Regions from separate parts of the Sus scrofa genome. Here region 2 is linked to region 1. The links are chromatin contacts, called in public Hi-C maps. All regions are on one chromosome and are shown on one strand. Each heading gives the region's core, a stretch centred on a gene start, on an enhancer-like site or on the middle of the called end of the contact. The rest is flanking DNA. Distances are from core to core; before and after follow the strand shown. Region 1 holds the start of C1H18orf25. Region 2 holds the start of PIAS2 (E3 SUMO-protein ligase PIAS2).

Region 1 (3,323 bases), core at 77-2,576:
ACAGCCATGAGCTTAGTAGTTAGTTCTCTGCTCTTTTTTCTTCTGAAAGAGCCTGAGCTCTTGTCAGTACCCCACAACCTCTCAAATTTCTTGAGGACTAAGGTAGCAGGGAAATAAATGAATAAATGATGAATGAGTGAAATAACATAGACAAAATGTTTATCTGGCACATGGTATGTTCTCAGTGAATTTTAAGGAGGCAGTTGGTGGTAGCAGTTAAGAATGCTGGCTCAGGGAGTTCCCGTTGTGGCTCAGTGGTTAACGAATCTGACTAGGAACCATGAGGTTGCAGGTTTCATCCCTGGCCTTGCTCAGTGGGTTAAGAATCCGGCGTTGCTGTGAGCTGTGGTATAGGTTGCAGATGTGGCTCGGATCCCCGCGTTGCTGTGGCTCTGGGGTAGACTGGTGGCTACAGCTCCCATTAGACCCCTAGCCTGGGAACCTCCATATGCCGCGGGTGCGGCCCAAGAAATGGCAAAAAGACAAAAAAAAAAAAAAAAAAAAAAAAAAAGAATGCTGGTTCAGGAGTTGGGCTGTCCGTGCCTGCCACTTACTGATGTGTAACCTTGGGCAGGTCACTTTACCACTCTGCCTGTTCCACTTTTGTCCCTGGGGGCCAGGAAAACCACCAAACCCAAAGAGTTGGGAGGATTAAAGGAATGAATCTGATCAGATGCATAGCACAGTGCCTTGCACACAGTAGGTATCCAAAGAAATTAGGTATTATTATACAATTATTTTATCAGTTAATTCATTTAGTCAGGGATGGAAAATTGTTTGTAGGAAGTCAGCATAAATGAGTGAACTGGGGGAGCTTAGGGGCCTGATCTCAAAGGGAGACAGATGTTAAGGGGAGTGTGAAGCCAGCACTGTGATTTTCAGAATCTCCTCTTGGGAAAAGTCATCCCAAGTCCCAGCATGGCTCTTGAAAAGGTAAATATCTTTCATATTTTCTCCTGAAGTCTTTGTGTATTCGTTTATTTGTCAAAACCCCGCTTTTAGGGAGAGCAAGCCCTTGACCAGATCTTGGGTTGTGAGGTTTGTTCTCAGCACTTTTTTCTCCTCCTTAAGCCCTGTACCCTCCAGGTGGGCTCGCTCCCACTTCACCTTTCTGCCGGGTCCCACGTCCAGCTCGGTTTCCTGGACCCCAGATCTCGACGAAGGGCTTCGAAAACTCAAAGCGCAATCGGGAGTGACTTGGCAGAGGTGGAATTTGGGGGCGTCGGCATCGCACGTAAGGGCGGAGCGGGATCTCCCTGGCGAACCTTGTCTCACCAGCAGGTGGCGATCTATCTGCAAGGCGTGCAAGGTTCATCCAGAAACTTGAACGGGATGTTGATGCCACTGCACGAGAGAGGAGCACAGCCGAATCTCCCCTAGCCGAGCTGCGAAAAGGTGGGAGAGAAGGGAGCGGACTCCCTCCTGGAGTGACTCAAGGATTTAGACGCCACGAGCTTCCTTCGGCAAGGCTTCAGGAAAGGTGAGTCCTGAGCAGCGCACGGGAAAGGGAGCGCAGTCCTTTTCTTAAGGCATCGTCCGTGACTTGTATTGACTGGCTTTCCGACCCTCTGGGAAAGACATTTCTCGAAGGGAGCTGCCTGAGCAGATGGAGGGAGCGCGGGAAAGAAACCCGGGAAGCCAGTGCCCGCGCGCCCGGCGCTCTGCAAAGGGAGGAGAACGGGTCGGCTCCCTCCAGATGGCGCTCTCTGGCTTTCTCTAGGCCTCCCGCTCCTGTCCCTAGAGGCCCCCCGCCGCAACGGCCGCTCTAGCCGACCGGCGCGGGCTCTGTGGTTCCGGGCGGAAGTGAGGCGCCGAACGGAACGGCCTCTGGTGACATTTTCTCCGGGCGGCGCGGACGAGTGAAGGGACTTGGTGGTGGAGGCTGCGGAGGCGGCGAGATTCTCTTTGGCCCCGGCAGGGCTCTGGCCACTGCCCTCTGTTCGCCGCCGGGGCTTGTGCCGAGAAGGTGAAGGCGGCGGTGGCCGTCGCATTCCGAGTCGCCGAGGCCCGGAGGGACCCGGGGGGTCGGTGCGTGCCCCGACGGGGCGCGCGGAGCGGGCGAGGAGGTGCGGAGCCGCCGCGGGGCGCAGGTGAGGCGGGAAGGGGCGCAGGGCCGGAGCGGCTGCGTCCCGGGGAGGGCTCAGTTTGAGTCGGAGGGGTGCGGGCCGCGGGCGAGGTTTTGCGGCGTCCGGGCGCCGGGGTCTTAGCGTTTCGGACGTGGCGGGAGGCGCGGCCCGGGAGGGGGCCAACGAGAGGGGCGGAACAGCGGGACCCCTTGCTCTCCCGTCGGTCAGTGACCTTCGCGTCCTCCGGGCCCGGCGGGTTGGCCGGCGGCGCCTCCCTCCCTTTCCCGGACCAGGCGGGTCCCTTTCCCTGGCAGCAGAGAGGAGGATGGAAGTGCTGCAGCCGGTGGGCCGCGGGCCGGAGAGGCTTCGCGGCCCTGGAGTTGTCTTCGTGCAACTTTCCGGCGCCCCGGGCCGCCGGGGAAACGGCGGCGGCGGCTGCTCTGCCAACTCTGCCAGCCCCGCGAGCTGGAGTCTGGCGCCGAGACCCGCCGACTCCCGAGAGCCCCGGTGGCTGCCCCTGCGCCGTGACTGCGGAGGCCTAGGAGGAGGGAGGATGGTTTTCTCCGGCTTGGCGCCGCCTGCGTCTCGGCGCTTCCTCTACCTTCGGTCGGCAGACGCCTTCGGTCAATGGGAGGGATGTGTCAGTCTCCCAAATTGACCTCTCCTGGCAAGTTTGTCAACTTTATTTAGAAAACCCGGCGAGGACGTAAGCTGACCAGCCTCAACTTAAAGATCACAGACTTCTCGGACTCTCTCAGGAAGGATCCTCTCTTTTCAAAGCCCCGTAGTGCTTTGTAGTTGATTTCTTATATCGCTGATCTCGGTGTATTGTTGGGGCAACAGCCCTCAACGGAGGCTCACGTCATTCATGCTCCCTTTTAAATCATCTCCGCTGTCACAGAATAGATGCTCGCAGGTTGAAGGAATGAACGCCTGTACTTGTTCTCCCAGAGTGAACCGCTTGAGCAGTTTGTGCTGGATGTGCTTTTTGTTGCTCGCCTGAGCGTCTGCTTTCTGAATCCTTCCCCTCTAGGATGAAAACCCACTGATGATGCTTTGTCAAGGTTGGACCTCTTAATTACAAATACATCTGGCAGTTTTGCTCAGCCTATTATTGTGCAGTGTGTTGGGCACATGTTAGCAGTTTGAATTACTCCCTTTCTTCTCCTGGGATATTTTAAGGCTGGAGGCTGTTAACTTTCTAATGTGGTTTTGCTGATCCTGGCAATCTGGATTTCTTCAATAAGAGCATTGTCT
Region 2 (3,258 bases), core at 276-2,775, 740 kb after region 1:
CAATATGAACTCTCTTTACCTACTATCAGGGTCCTCCGTATATAAACTAGTACAGGCATAAAATTCATTAATATGCTTTTCTCTTTACTGAGAATGAAATAATTTTTGAAACAGCAGGCGGGGAAAGGTAGGCATTATTCAAACCGAAACAATTTCCCTTTAGATCAGAACCATGAATACATTCTTTTGCTGATGTACACCATACCAGCCAGGTAACCAGCCAATATCCTTCCACCGCTTCTCATCGCTCTCCTAAAAACAGTCACAAACATAAACTGAATCTTTTACCTGATTCCCCTTTCCTTCTTATTCCGAAAAAGTAACCCTAAAACATGTCTGTATTGTGCAAATTAGTTGTGGTTAACTTAATTTCAAGTTCCTATTCATCTCTTGACACTTTTTTTAAATCAGGGTGTCCGTCCTTAAGTACCCCATTTATGTCGCCAGTAATTCAGCGATCCATAAAAATTCTGGCTCGTTTATGACAGTTTTGTCTCAGTTGAGGACTTTGAAGAAGATTATCAGCCCCAGGAAAAATATCTTTTCCGTTCTAACCCCAACAGCTCATTTCAAACCTCTACTATACAAAGGTATCAACAATAAAGTTATGACCTTGTTCTAGGACTAGGAAGGAAAATTGTTCAAGAGCAAAAAACAAGTTCACAAACAAACCTCATGACAGCACGGACTTCTGCCGATTTCTTACCATAGCACTAAGAAAACAGCAAGGTTTAAGGTCGATTATTGAAGGCAGGGTCCCCAAAAGACCATGCTTCTCTCTATGATGTTGAGGAAGCACTGGTGGGAGGAAGGGGCCTTTCTCGTGACAGATCTGACTGAACGGTAGCATCAGCCATCGATGAGAAAAAATTCCTAAAAGCAACTTCACGTTTCAGAAAACAGCCTCCCACCGAGTAGCCCGTAGACTTAGGAATCACCAGGGACACGTACACCCCTCACGAAGGTGGAAAAGCAAATCCTGCTCCCCACCTCATCCCCTAAAATAAACGGTAAGTCGGGTCCCCAGGAGCGCCTTCCCCAGGGCCCCTGCCCCCGCGTGCAAGGTGTGCGGACCCCTGGCGGGACCCCACTGGCCCGCTTACCCTGGGCCCCAGGCCCGCCGGCCCGGCGCTACGCGGGCGTCCTCCGCCGTCTCTCTCCCCTCCCCCGCCCGCTTGCGCTCTCGCTCCGACGCGGGCCCGGGCCCGGGGCTCCGCCAACCGGTCCCCTCGAAACAAGAAGGTGGCGGCCGGAGACGCTGCGGCTCCCCGGTTTCCCCTCCCCTCCCCCGCGGCCTCCGCACTCCACTCCCGCGCCCCCGCTTACCCTCAACTCCTCGAAATCCGCCATTTTATACCACCCGCGGGCGCCGCCGCCGCTGCCGCCACAGCACCCCCTCCCGCTGCCGCCAACGAAGCCGCCGCCACCACGGCCGCCGCCGCCGCCTCCAGCACCATCCTGCACTGGGCGCCGCTAAAGACGCCGCGGCTGCTGCCGCCGCCGCCGCCGCTGCCGCCGGGCGCGTCACGTGACCTGCGCCGGAGCTCCACCCCCTGCGCAAGCGGCCCCGCCCTCCCGGCGCCCCGCCCACCGGCCCACCGCCTTCCGCCCGGGTCTTCCGCCCGCCTTCCCAGTGAGCTGCGTTAGGCTTGCCTGGATCTTCCCCTTTCCCCCTCAGCGTGTCGGCCTTCCGCAGCCTTTCCGTGCCCCGCCTCAGCGCGTGGATGCTCCTCTTCCCCACGCGAAGGCCCAGCCCGACTACCTGAAGCGCCGTCGCGACTGCAGCATTACCGGCGGGCCTGTAGGAGGGAGTGATGGAGAGAAAGAAGAGGTGTCTTTTCCCACGGTGGCGTGGACTGGGGGAGTACCCACAAATAAAGCCATCCCCCAGAGTAGTTGTGGTGGAACAACCCATGGATGTTGACTAAGCTCTGGTTCTGAGCTAATGGTGCGGGATTGGTGAGACCTCTTTGGGTTGCTAATATCTTCAAAGTACTAACCTGGCTAGTTCTCTCTGACTTTGAAGGGCGACTGAATGTCAAAGACTGCAGAGTCGAGAGGGTTGGGGCAGAGAGGTTGGAGAAGTGAAATAGGAGAGCAACTTGAAAGGCCCTGATAGGAAGTCGAAGGGTCAGGGAAATCAGATAGCTGGGAAAGATGAAATGTCAAAGGCAGAGCGGATGGAAGGAAGTTTCTCACAGCACCCCTGACGTGCTGACAAAGGATGAGAGAAGATGCTGAGGCAAGCTGGTCAAAAAATTCGCTGGACCAAGGACAGAGTTGAAATGTGCTTTGAGAAGTGGCTCCCATTTAAGACACTTAATGTTGATCCCTGGGCCAAGAAGAGTTTCCCACTCTACCTCTTTGCCTAACTCCTAGTCATCCCTCAGGACTCAGTTTTAGTATCATTTCTTCAGGAAGACCTTCCCTAAACCCTCATGCCCCATTTTAATTCAGAGAATCAACAGTATCTAGAATAGGTTCTGATTCTGGTTCTCCACCATTAACGTTATGGTCTTAGGTTGATTTAATCTTGGTTTATTCTCTTTAGGTCTTAACTTCCACCTCAGTGGCATTTTATATTGTTCGACAGACATTAAATGAAGGCTAGGAGCTTTAGGGGAATATAAAGATGAATAGGATAAAATACAGCCCTTCCACCAACCCATAAGAGGTACCAACTCAAACATAAAACCATAAGAGGCAGAGCTGCACGGAAACTGTTTGAAGTGTTCGTTGTAGGATTGGGTAGGTTTGACTGCAAAGAGTTCTGGGTGCTGCCCTACACTGACCTAAGTCAATAATAACTATGCCCCCTTGCTACAGTAATTAGATCAGAACTGTACCTATAAATGCAACTACTGCAGGACATTTCCAGGTCAGTTAGATCAAGTACAGGGTGTGCCTCAAGGTAGGCAAATGATGTAGACCAGTAAGTGTCTGGGACATTTATTCAGGAATTAGAGTTAAGGAGACTTTCTGGCATGTGGAATAGTGTAGCTATTTTGCAACGAAGAGGGGCCAACCTGAAAACCAACACATTTCCTAGGTAAGAATCATCAAAAAATATCAATTCACTTTCATACCTACCTTTGTCAATTTTCTTGAGCCAATACCCTTCCTTTACTGTTTTATATAGTTTGATATGTGTTTTTTATTAGTTGCAAGCAAAATAATTTTGAAATAGGATGCTACTTTGTCTCAACAAGACAGATTTATTAATTAAGCATCTTTTCTAAACTATACCCCCTAATATTC

What was found. Hi-C and Micro-C count contacts between places; a contact is called where the count stands out from the background.
Region 2: a contact with region 1 is called in a Hi-C map of liver, with 7 times the contacts expected there. The contact joins the promoter of PIAS2 here to the promoter of C1H18orf25 in region 1. A contact is called at or near these places in 2 of 47 Hi-C or Micro-C datasets (heart right ventricle and liver).

What each region holds. Positions count from the first base shown.
Region 1 is chr1:95,807,398-95,810,720 of Sscrofa11.1, forward strand. It overlaps C1H18orf25, which reads left to right and starts at 1,327. Exons shown (of 5, transcript XM_003121416.6): 1 at 1,327-1,480.
Region 2 is chr1:96,544,255-96,547,512 of Sscrofa11.1, forward strand. PIAS2 (E3 SUMO-protein ligase PIAS2) reads right to left here and starts at 1,526. Exons shown (of 14, transcript XM_021092649.1): 1 at 1,327-1,526. The coding sequence starts at 1,350.